2 separate regions of the Sus scrofa genome follow, and region 2 is linked to region 1. Evidence: chromatin contacts called from public HiChIP or PLAC-seq data. All regions are on one chromosome and are shown on one strand. Each heading gives the region's core, a stretch centred on a gene start, on an enhancer-like site or on the middle of the called end of the contact. The rest is flanking DNA. Distances are from core to core; before and after follow the strand shown. Region 1 holds the start of ISCA1 (iron-sulfur cluster assembly 1 homolog, mitochondrial). Region 2 holds the start of GOLM1 (Golgi membrane protein 1).

What was found. HiChIP or PLAC-seq counts read pairs in DNA pulled down with a chosen protein or histone mark.
Region 2: an H3K27ac HiChIP or PLAC-seq map of alveolar macrophages shows a contact between it and region 1. The contact joins the promoter of GOLM1 here to the promoter of ISCA1 in region 1. A contact is called at or near these places in 2 of 47 Hi-C or Micro-C datasets (brain and embryonic fibroblasts) and 2 of 2 datasets of contacts at active chromatin or transcription factors (alveolar macrophages and skeletal muscle).

What each region holds. Positions count from the first base shown.
Region 1 is chr10:29,064,371-29,070,257 of Sscrofa11.1, reverse strand. ISCA1 (iron-sulfur cluster assembly 1 homolog, mitochondrial) reads right to left here and starts at 4,123. Exons shown (of 4, transcript XM_003357702.4): 1 at 3,917-4,123. The coding sequence starts at 4,075. LOC102160368 (a long non-coding RNA gene) reads left to right here and starts at 4,147. Exons shown (of 2, transcript XR_001304283.2): 1 at 4,147-4,353; 2 at 4,544-5,887.
Region 2 is chr10:29,114,288-29,120,455 of Sscrofa11.1, reverse strand. GOLM1 (Golgi membrane protein 1) reads right to left here and starts at 2,878. Exons shown (of 10, transcript XM_021064635.1): 1 at 2,730-2,878.

The sequences.
Region 1 (5,887 bases), core at 2,874-5,373:
TGAAAGAGTATCTTTTTATCTTTGAGATATGTTAGCCTTAAATAAAGATTTCTAATCGGTTGAAATTATGGGAAAAGGCACTACAGAGGCACAAATTTTTAACTACTCTGTAGTAACACTTTTACTGTATCCATTGCCCCAGGGTTTCTATTCTTTGTAGCAGAAACTTTTCATCCTTCATCCTGTATTTCCTTAAGTCATTTCCCAGGCAATTTTCATTTTTTGCTCTTTAAGGAAACAAGATTAAAACTCAAAATTAACTCCACAATCATGTATACTAAACAAATGCCAACAGTTACAACCTATTTCAACTGTATTATAAATCTGGCATTTTTAAGGTTTAAAAGATGGAAGATAAAAGAGCAGCCAATGAACAAACTATGGTATATTTTAACTCATTCTTTAACAGCTATGGCCGCATCAGCATGCTGTCTCCTTTTCATCTTTTCCCATTTCTGTGTGTGCCTGTTCATACATGTAATCATAGGACAGATACACAATTTTTAAAAGCATAACATAGTAAATACACATAGTCACTGTTTATTGAGTACCTCCTAGGGACTTCACAGTTTATATGAATCATCTTTTTTTTCCATTCTTCCAATTTTGTGATTTAGGTATGAAAGATTAAATAATTTGCAGAAGACTAATAAGTCAAAGAATGAAGAGTGTGATTATCAAACTTTCAAAAAAAATCACTATTTACAATGACTATGTATCTCATCAACAGGATTTAATTTTAATTTACTTAACTGACTTTTCATTGTTAGACATGCAGGCTACTTCCAATTGTTTCCTGTGTAATGCCCCTTAAATTGCCTCCATAGACAAATCTTACAGCTTGGTCACCGTCCTAGAGGACTTTTAGGGCTGGGTCTTCCGAGAAGGAACAACTCCTTAAGCCCCAATGTATTTAATGCCATATTGATGCCCAGCACCCTTCTCAACAAGGTGCTGCTGCTAGAAAGTTAAGCCCTAAAGCATTAAACGTACACCATGAAGTAACGTCTCTCCTGTGTATCAAGGATAATGCTGGCTATGTGCTATCAATCTTCACAGCTTTGGCTGAGCTTTGGGCACTGCTGTGGGTACATCCCTAATCCTAAATTAGGGCCGCAAGAGCTCTGATTTGTACAACGATGGAAATAAAGGACTCTGCCAACAGTGTAGTGTTAAATCTAGCTTCCTTAGTCCTATTTTACTCTGGCTCCTGTATGTTCAACTCCTTTTGTCAATTACTGGGTCTCCAGGGAAGAAGGGGAAGGGGGGGATGTCATCCTCCTAGGATGTTTGTTCTCTGTAGTGTCAAGGGTACTCGCTTTGATATGGTGGGTTGAAGTCTTAAAGCATTCTAGCAGGGGCCCACCTATGGTTGCATAAAAGTACCTGTGACCATTCTTTTAGGTCTTTCTCTTCAGCAAATCGTCAATCCTCTCCTGGATTAACATCATTTAACGCAGATAATTTTGGTGCTGACAATGTGGAATCATGCTTTTACTTCATCATTTCCTTTCCCTAGCCTCTTGCTGACCTCTGGTAGATGACCCAGTTACAGCCCTTCTCAAAGGTTGCAACAAGTCAGATTCCTTATTTAAAAATTTATATATTTGAACATTTGTCTCTTCTTACCCATTTTATTGAACTCTCTCTAGTTTCATTTGCTCTCATCTGTCTTCGCTCAATAGTCCTTTGATGCTTTCAATGCTTTTGCACTTAAGTGAACATGGGGGGCTTAAATGTTTGCAAAAACACTTGTGTTAAGACTAGGGAACATAGGCCAGGATTAAAATGACAGCAAGCCTGCTACCACAGACCTTTGGTAGAAAGCAAGAGGGCCATGCTTTGGCACCAGCTTCTAAGATCACAGGGAAAGGGGCTCATAAAGTCAGCTAGACAGTTATGTAGGATAAATTCAGACAATGGACTCCTGCACGTTAATCTAAGGCAATTATAAAAACTGATATGATAAAGCAGTGCTGGTAGCAGAACTGGCCTGGTAAACTGCAACAAATAACAAAGCATAAAGGAGCAAGTGAGAATGTGGGCTGGGTTGTTATTCCTAGTAACTTCTAGAGGCGTCAAAGGTGGGCCCCAGGAAGGTGGGAAATCTGGGCCTTAAATGTCTGATGACTAAGTAGGAATGGAGAGAAGGAACTCAAGAATTTTTTTTTTTTTTTTTTTTTTTGCCTTTTAGGGCCACATCCATGGCATGTGGAAGTTTCTAGTCCAGGGGTTGAATCAGAGCTGCAGCTGCCGGCCTAGCCACAGTCACAGTGACGCAGGATCCCAGCCGTGTCTGGAACCTACACCACAGCTCATGGCAACACTGGATCCTTAACCCATGGATCCGGGATGGAACCCGCGTTCTCATGGATAACCAGGTTTGTTACCGATGAGCCACAAGGGCAACTGTGGAACTCAGAAATTTTGAAGAAACAGGTAACACGCCAAATGGTGGAGAAAGAAAAGGCAAAAAAAGTGTCGCCACACTTTCTGACTCTTCCTGGCACTACCATTACTAGAACTGGTAGAATTCTTTTGATTCAGAAATCTTTTAACTGTGACTGAAAGGAGACACAAACTAGGAGTAGTGCCAACTAGTTCTTATTTCAAGACCTTGGAAAATTCTAAGATTTGATGATCTTTCATGACATGAAGCAGGCTTGGTGGTACAGAAAAAAGGAATGTAGAATATCATATACAAACAGTATAACTTCCTTATGGACCTAAAACAGTGAGCCACCATAAAAATAAATTCGCCCACCTGATCACGACTTTCTTCTGCTTTGCTACAACTAATTTTCTGGCAACAGACTTTCTTGTGGCATTAGATGAAACAGAATCTATGATTCAATATAATTTGTTTTCCGGTCTTTAGGAACTGGAGTGCTTACACAAAAGCTTCTCCTTAATCAGGAGTGGGGTGTGTGTGTGAAAAGAATGTTGAACTGATCATTAGCTTTCCTATGAAATAAATCTTTCAAAACGCAAATAGTGACTGGTTAATGGACACTGGGGTTTTCCTTCGGGTACAGATGTTTCGGAACTACGTAGAAGCGACGGGGGCAAAATACTGCGAATGTACTAAATGCCACCAAATCGAACGCTTTAAAATGGTACATTTTATGTGAATGTTCCCTTAGCTTAAAAAAAAAAAGAAAAAGAAAAAAACACGGCGCAGTACGCCGATGATCCAGCACGCGTAGTAAATTCTTTATCTGCAGCGCGTATGCTGGTGCCCTTTGAATGTTTGACCCTTCACCCAAAAAACACTATAAACTCACTCTGGGCGGAAATGTATCCTTCTTTGTCCCTTTTAAGACGTGACCACGGCCCAACACCGCTGGAAGCAGAGAGTGCGTTTCAAAAACTCTCTTCCACCGTAGACACCAGGAAGTAACCCTTTATGCACTGCAGTCTTGATTTCGCCAGAGCGTGGGCTTTGTCACCTCTGCGCTCTCACCGGCGCTCACGCACTCACACTTCGGCTAGCCAAGGTTCTCCCCAAGCGCCTCAAGGACAGCTACCCAGGTTCATTCATCCAGCTAACCCCGGCACCTGACACACAGATCTCTAAATAACCTACACCCTAGCCCCTACAAGACCTCCGCTGCCCCAGGCTCCAAGAACACCGCGGCTGACTGCTGGGCGCCTAGCTCGCGCCCCCTCCCCCCTCTACGCGGCGGCGCACGGCCTGCTGGGAAACGTAGTTCCCGGGCTCCCGGCTCCCGCGGAGCAGCCCCTCCCGCGCCTGTTTATCTCCCCAGCAGGGACGAGTTCCGAAGGGAGGGGGCGGCGAAGCGGCGGCTGCAGAGGGGGACCAGGGCAACGTCGGCCGGCCGTGCCCCGCCACCCCCCTCGCGGGGGCAGAGGGGAACCAAAGTCACGGGCCCGACCGCGCGTCCTGGCCACTCACCAGGGTGAGGGCGGCCCGGGTGGGCTGCAGCTTCCTCTTGCTCACAGCCCGGACAGTGGCCCGGACTAACGAAGCGGACATCTTCGCCGTCCCGGCGACCCGGTACCTGGGCCGGAGCTCGGCCACCTCAGCCTCTCTCCATGGACACGGCTGGCGCATTGACGCCACAGGCTCCGGCGCACGGTGGCCGAGGCCCCGCCCTGCGCGGGCCCGCCCTCGCCGTGGCCATTGGGCGGGCCGCGTGAGTGATGGCCGGAGGGCGGGGCCGGACGCCCGGGCAGTGGTCACGTGATGTGGGGGCGCAGGGGGCGAGGGAAAGGTCGTCCCTCTGCGCAAGGTCTCAGTGCGCTGTCTCCGTGCAGATTAGGGCATGTGGAGTTAGCTCCGACTTGTGGACTGTGAAAGCGCGTAGTTCCATTACCTGCCTGCGGAGCAAGGTGCGGCGCTGCCGCTTAAGAACGCAAATAAGTCCACCGGCTGGTGCTCTCAAGGACAGAGTGGTTCCGAGGCCCAGACGTAGTACACGTCTGTCTTCCTTTTTGGTCCAGCTAGGGAGTTATTAAGGGCGTAGAATTACCGCAGATTCTCGATAAACAACCTCTCCTTCTCCCCTCCCTCTTTCCACAGGCTGTTTGGGACGTTGAAAGACGGTACTAACGCAGTGTTCTCTTCGGGTGCTGAATTTGGAACACAGTCTTACTCTGAGATGTGACCGGGCAGCTCTGGTAATACTTTTATAGCAAGTACCAGTCAATAGCTAGATTGAATACATGTTGCTTGTTAGATCTTGGGTACTCAGGTGCTTCTGCCTTTTGATTCAGCAAATATTCCTGAGTCGCATGCACTGTGCAGCCTGCAGTATACCCGGGCATACACAGGAAGCCTGGTAAATAGAGGGTTTGGAGAATGAGATCCTGGTAGGATAGAAGTGCAGCAGGGGGGTAAGATGGGAGACCATGAGGAAAGGTGGCATTTCTCCTGGAAGCGCTAGAGGTAAGGGGGAAAGGGAGGAGGTTCTGTGGAGTGGTGCTGGGGAGGAATTCCAGTTCTGTTTTGATAAGGAAAGAACTAATCAGTGAAGTGTTTTTTTAATGCCCGGCCGGGGGCGGGCGGGGTGGGGCTAGGCCAATGACTATCCCCAACCTCCTACAAGAGGAGCTTAGTGTTTTAGGCCCCTTGGAGCCTACAGGATTGTAGTTAGATTTCGTTACATCACTTGTCTCTCTGCTGTTGAAATGCAATCACACTGACATTAAGAGAATGGTTATTTCCCCAGGCCCCACGGTGCACAGAGGAAACTGGGATTAGGCGACGGTAGTGTGGTATGTCTCTCGGCTTCATCTTTAACTAGCTGGTTGATCTGGTATAGGGCATTTTTCTCCTGCTCTTCCTCCTACAGATGTGGTGCAGATTAAACACCACTACTAATTATTAATGGATAATTTTTTTTTTGCTTTTTTTTTTAGGGCCTTACCTGTGGCATATGGAAGTTCCCAGGCTAGGGGTCAAATTAGACCTGCAGCTGCCAGCCTAGGCTGCAGCCACAGCAATGCTGGATCCCAGCCATGTCTGTGACCACAGCTCAAGGCAAGAATGGATCCTTAACCCACTGTGCCAGGCCAGGGGTAGAACCCGCATCTTCTTGCCACTGAGCACAACAGGAACTCCCGTTAATGGATATTTAGAGATGCCATAAAATTGTGTAAACACTCTGTATGGTACAATGTCATTATGCATTTGTCCAAATCAGTAGAATGTGCTATACCAGGAATGAATCTGAATGTAAACAGTGGACTTGGGTGATAATGATGTGTCCATGTAGAGATTCATAGATTGTAACACATGTCCCACTCTGGTGCCGGATGTGGACGGTGGTGGAGATTGGTGCACTGCAGGGCATAAGGAAACTCTACTTTCTGCCTAATTCTGCTGTGAACGTAAAACTGCCCTAAAAGAATTCATTAATAAAAA
Region 2 (6,168 bases), core at 1,629-4,128, 51 kb before region 1:
TCCACTCTCCCCCCAGGCAGCTTCCCCAGGCTCTACCCTGATACCCTTTGTGCTCTGCATGCAGAAAGCCAGCCTCACGGTTCGCAGGACCTTCAGCGGGGTCAGCAGTTCCCTCCCTGCTGGGGGAAAGTGGCCGCATAAATGGACCGAAGGTAGCCCTGGGCCAAACTCCGTCAACATCCTCACAGCTGTCTCAGCCCCACCCCTCAAAAAAAAAAACCAAACAATATAAATGCAAAATCTTTTCATTTCCTCATCAACAACTGGACCTAGGGCCAACGATTAGAAAGAAGAAGGCATCCGTAGCGCCTAAGTGCAAAGTCCTTGAAATCTGACCCCTCCCCCCAGCATTCCCTCTTCTCATCCTTGGTCTCTCATCTTTCAGCAAAATCAATGGGAAAGAAAAAAATGGGATAATATCTCCACAGTAGAACAAAATACATCTTGAGCCGTTAACCTGTTTTCTTCAAACATCCTAAGAATTCAATGCCTTTTGGTCACAGACACCTTAAAAACTGAGTTCCGAAGTTCCCATCGTGGCTCAGCAGAAACAATCTGACTAGTATCCGTGAGGATGCAGGTTCCATCCCTGGCCTCACTCAATGAGTTAAGGATACGGTGTTGCTGTGAGCTGTGGTGCAGGTCGAAGACACAGCTCGGATCTGGCTTTGCTGTGCTGTGGTATAGGCCGGCGGATGTAGCTGCAATTAGACCCCTAGCCTGGGAACTTCCATATGCGGGGGGGGTGCGCCTCTAAAAAGACAAAAACAAACCAAAAAAAAATTGAGTTCTGACCTAGGAACAAAAAGTCTTAGCAAGTGACTCGTTTCTGTCTACAAATAAAAAGTATTCTTCCCAAAAGCATAAGCTTAATCTTCTATAACAAACATAGGAATTGGGATGCCCTAGGAGACCCACAAGGACGGACAAGAGTCCACTACTCCCGAGGTCCCATGCTACAAAAAATTGAAAAATATGACAACTACCTAAATTTGAGTCAATCTCATGGCCATGAGCCAGAGTCACTCTAGAACCTAAGTATTTCATCAGGCTCCTGGGCATCTTACTCTGTCCCCAGGAATGTCCCCCAACAAGTGCACAATTTAGGGCAACTGGGCCTTGGAGACCCTAAACCAGACAAAGAAAATCTCAAAACCGTGAAAGCCACACAAGTTTGGTTTGGCACAATTGGAAACGGGATCTCTGAAATTGATCAGAAGCATCATGACACACTAAATACGATCATACTTAAATTCCGCTAAAAAGAACATTCATCAAAATAGGTGTTTCGCCTATTTTGTTTCACACATACACAGAAAAATCATTACAAATACTAAATAGGGCGTGAGGTATACAGAGTATGTCAACCCAGAAAACTATTTTTCCAGCAGATCAAAAGTTCTGTGAATCCCCAACACCGCCAAAGGTACAGGTACGTACGGAAGAGAACCTAAAGCAAATCTGAGGCAGGCTTCAAAGGAGTTCGGCACCTCGAGGCCCCAGGACCGGGCGTCAGGCTCCCGGTCACCTGCCAGGGCGCGACCGCTGCCAACGTGGGCACCGCGGCGGCCCGAGCGCGCCCGGGGCGGAGGGGAAAGAGAAGAAGATGAGCGGCGGAGCCAGCCCGCCCTCCCCGCGCGTCAATCACGCCCGCACCGCTGGTCCTAGCGCGACTTTGGGGATGCACGCTTTCGACTTTGGATCCCGACGCGCGTGACACAGCTAAGAACAAAAAGCGAGGCCCCGCATCTCCCCAGACCGGCCTCCGCAGGGCAGCCCAGCGGGTCGGGGCGGTCCCGGGAAGGAAGCTCTGGAGCGGGGAGATGCAGAGCCCACCCCGAACCGATTTCAGTAAAAGGCTGCGGCCCAGGTGCCAGCCGGGGGGGTGTCTCCGGGGCCCGGCGCGGGGTCCTTCAGCGCGGGCCCGGAACCGAGGAGGGACAAGGAGAGAGAAGGCTGCCAGAGGGCACGCGGGGCACGCGCGCCGCCCACTCACCTCTGGCCGAAGCTCTGGCGGCCCCTTGGTGCTGCGGGACCCGGCTTCCAGGCCGCCCGAGCCGCCCTCCCGCCGCCGCCGCCGCCGGCCTCTCGCTTCCCGCCTGCTCCGAGCCCAGTGCCCCGCGCGGCGCCCAGCGCCGCCGCGTCTCCGGCCTCCGCAGCCGCGAGACCCCGCCCCCGGGCAGCGCCGCCGGCGCAGGGAGGGAGGCGGCGCCGCGAGCGCGAGGAGGAGGCGAGGCCGGGGCTGCGCCCGGACGCCGGCCCCACGGTGCGCGCACCCGGGCCCGCGGCCGCCCCTCGGCGGGAGCCGAACAATCCCGGCGCGCCCCCTCCCGCCGCCCCTTCCCAACCCCTTGCAGTGGCTCCCGGCGTGTCTTCGGGACGCGGTTCGAGAGCAGAGTTGCGCGGTGCCGATGCTTCCGAAGGACGGGCGTAGGGTGGGAAGCGGCGGCGGAGGGAAGGGACCCAGCGAGACCACCTACCCACCCCACCCCGCATCCTACCCCCGCGGCCCACCCCCGCCCCGAAGGAATTTTCCGGAACCCAGAGACGACCACACCCAGCGCCGCACTCCTGGCCGCGCTCACGTCTCCTTTTTCAGTGGTCCCGGGCCAAACCGCCCAGCGTAGAGGGACCGAGGAAAGACGGGTCTCTAGGGAATCTCCTCACCAGTGTGCCTTTCTCTTCCACCAGCCCTTCCCATGTAGCCCTGACCTCCCCACGGCTGTTACCTCTCAGCGCTAATTTGTCGGTTTGCGACCCTCCGAGCGCAAGCCCCAGATAAAACGAAGATTGCTGGGCGCTGCGCAAGCGGGAGTCTCTAGAACTCCCTGCAGACGGAGACTGGGAGTCTGATTTGTAAACACTGCCCTGCTGCCCCTTCGGCACACGGAAGTTTGAGAAGCGTTGTTGAGCCACACCTGCCTGAGAGGATGATGGCACGGACTAATGACCGATGGAATAACGATACTAGAAAATTCTAAAGCAGTGGTTCTTAACCCTCACAGCGCTAGTCAGACGTTAGAATTATCTGGGAGCTCTTAGAGTATTGCCAGGGTCCCACCTCTGGAGTTCTGAGCCTGAGCATTGGTATTTTTGTTTGAAGGTTTCCCTGATAGTTCTAACATATGGCCAGGATTGAAATCATTTCCCTAGAATCAGCTCTTTTTGAATCTACCTGGCTCTGGTGCCTGGGAAAAGAGCCCCTTGGCTCACCTGTCCCAAATCCCAATGCCGAAGAAAAAGGGACATGCTCCTGAGGGGATGCTCACAGCCAAAATTGTTTTCCACCCAAACAGGCTTATCTTGAAAATGGTGACCAAGATGCTTTAGTACCACCTGAGCATGGGTCTCCTTAACTTCAGGATGAGTATCTTTATGAGCCAAAATCTTTTACCTGAATAATGAGCTGGCAATAATGACCCCTTTGGAGTCATATTCTGTAGAGTCCAATATGATGTTTTCATTACCTGTTGTTAGACTGCCAGCTGGTCACACCAGGTGTTCAAAAGCTGAGAGTGTGTTGTTGCCCCTGAGACCTGGCTTTTCTGAGGGTTTGACTTGAAGCTCTTGGTGCTGATCTTCTGCTGACCTTCAGTGTCCAAAATCAGGGCTTTGGGACAAGAACAGTAATTTCCCTCATTGCCCCTTTTGGCTCTCCTAGTAATGTTGTGCCTTCTTAGATTGTGGACTGTAACTTCCATCTCATTTGCCTCTAAGTAGGTCTCCATTAGTGTTGCTCATTTATCAACAGCTAATTAGTGATGAAGTCAGTAATTCTTAAGCACTTTATGGGAGAGGTCCATATGTCTAGGTACTAGGGAAGCTGGCTACATTAACTACATCTTCACTGAAAGAGAATCAGCCCTTTTCAAGCTTTATAAGAATCTTCGTGACGAAATTGAGAATTTTTAAGACATTCTTTTGAAGTTCTTTGAAGAGACAATACTTATATATGCAATAGTGCATATGTAAAAGGATTTACATTCTTTATAAAGCTCTCTTCTATTTTCTCAAGTCTTCTCACCCAGAGGGTTTGATGTAATCAGTTGCTGACTTTAAAAATTCTGCTGGAGAGATGTTGATTAAACAATGTGCACGGGGCCAACGGGGGTTGGTGGCAGTGGCACCGGTTTTGTCTGTTCAGCATCCTTTCCCTTACTAGCTAATGGCACCTGATTTCCATACAGGCACTTATCTCCTGCTCTCCAAGGGATATAGCCTTGGTTGGGCTGTCAATCAAAGTGATGTCCTCTGCAGCTCAAGGGGTAGACCCTTTGCATTTGTTTTCTGTTTGCTGCCCTAACAAATTATCACACACCTAGAGTTAAAATGACACGGTTCTGTTAGTCAAAAATCTCACTGGGCTAAAACCAAGGTGTCAGCAGGGCTCCATTCCTTTCCAGAGGCTCTCAAGAAGATCCATTTTATTGCCTTTTCCAGTGTCTAGAGACTGCTTGCATTCTTCAGCTCATAACCGGCTTCTTTTATTTTCCAAACCAGCAAGCTTCAAAATCAGGAATACCTCTCTAATCCCACTTCCATAGTCACTTCTCTCAGATCCAGCTGAGAAAGTTTCTTCACTTTTTTTTTTAAGGGCCAGGCCCGCGGCATATGGAGGTTCCCAGGCTAGGGATCGAATGGGAGCTGTAGCCACTAGCCACAGCCACGGACACAGCCACGGACACAGCCTCAGCCCCAGCAATGCCAGATCTGAGCCACATCTGCGACCTACACCACAGCTCACAGCAACTTTGGATCCTTAAACCACTGAGCAAGGCCAGGGATCAAACCTGCCTCCTCATGGATTAGATTTGTTTCAGCTGAGCCATGACAGGAACTCCAAGTTGCTTCACTTTTGAGGACCTTTGTGATTCCATTGGTTCCACCCAAATGATCCAAGATAATCTCCTTAGCGCGGGTCCTTAATTTAATCACCTCTGCAAAGGCGCTTTTGCCATTCAAGGTAACTTTGACAGGTTTCAGGGATTAAGACAGGAACATCTTTTTTTTTTTTTTTTTTTTTTTTTTTTATAGTTTTTTTTGTTTTTTTTTTTTTTTTTTTTTTTTTTTGTTGTTTGTTGTTGTTGTTATTGCTATCTCGGGCGCTTCGGCATATGGAGTTCCAGGCTAGGGTTGAATCGGAGCTGTAGCTACCGCCTACGCCAGAGCCACAGCAACGTGGATCCGAGCCGAGTCTGCACCTACACCACAGCTCACGGCACGCCGGATGTTACCCACTGAGCAAGGCAGGACGAACCCCGACCTCATGGTTCCTAGTCGGATTCGTTAACCACTGCGCCACGACGGGAACTCCAAGACAGGAACATCTTGATGGGCTGTTATTTTGCCTACCACAGACCTTACCGTCATTACACTCTGTTTCTGGGATGAACAAAGCGAGGACACAATGCTTTAAAAAGACTGATATGTACTTATCTCTGTGGTGACAGACATCAATTTTGGCTTGTAGGTCTGTGGGGCTGGTTCCTGTGCTTCTCAAACCTGAGTCTTCAGTTTATCCCGCAATTCTGAGAATTTCACCATATCCTAGAACTTGCTAGAAATAAACATGAGACATAATAGAACAACAATGCAGAATCAATCTGAGTGTTTTGTTGCAAACAACAGAAACAGCATTTATAAATCTTAAGGAAAAAAGTATTTGATTGGGCACATGTCAGGGTCTCCGAGAGTCCATGGTGAGAATCAGAGAAATTATATGGATTGATTTTTAATCAGTTTGGAAAACCTAGATGCTGCAGAAGGCTAGGGAGCAGAAGTCACTGCAAAAGTGACATAGCAGATAGTGTAGTATATATGCCACGCTGCCGGGCGTCTTTAGGAAATAAAACCTTCAATTGATGCCATTTCTTCGCAACACTTGCTCGAGATACAAAGTGTCAGGAAGGAGCTTCCAGTTGGAGGAATTTGATCCAATGCCCAACTCCCAGGATAGCAGGAACAACTCTTTTTTGTAGCCAGATGCAGCCACTAATTCCTCAAAAGCAGATTGTGATGCCTATAAAAAGAGGGGATAGAATGGACAATGGCAGGCAAATAACTAGTATGTCCCCCGTAAACATCCTAAGAGAAATTCAAAGAGCTATGGAGGAGGCAGAAGCCATATCTATGGGGAAAATCTGGAAAGACTATGCAGAAAATGGGAAT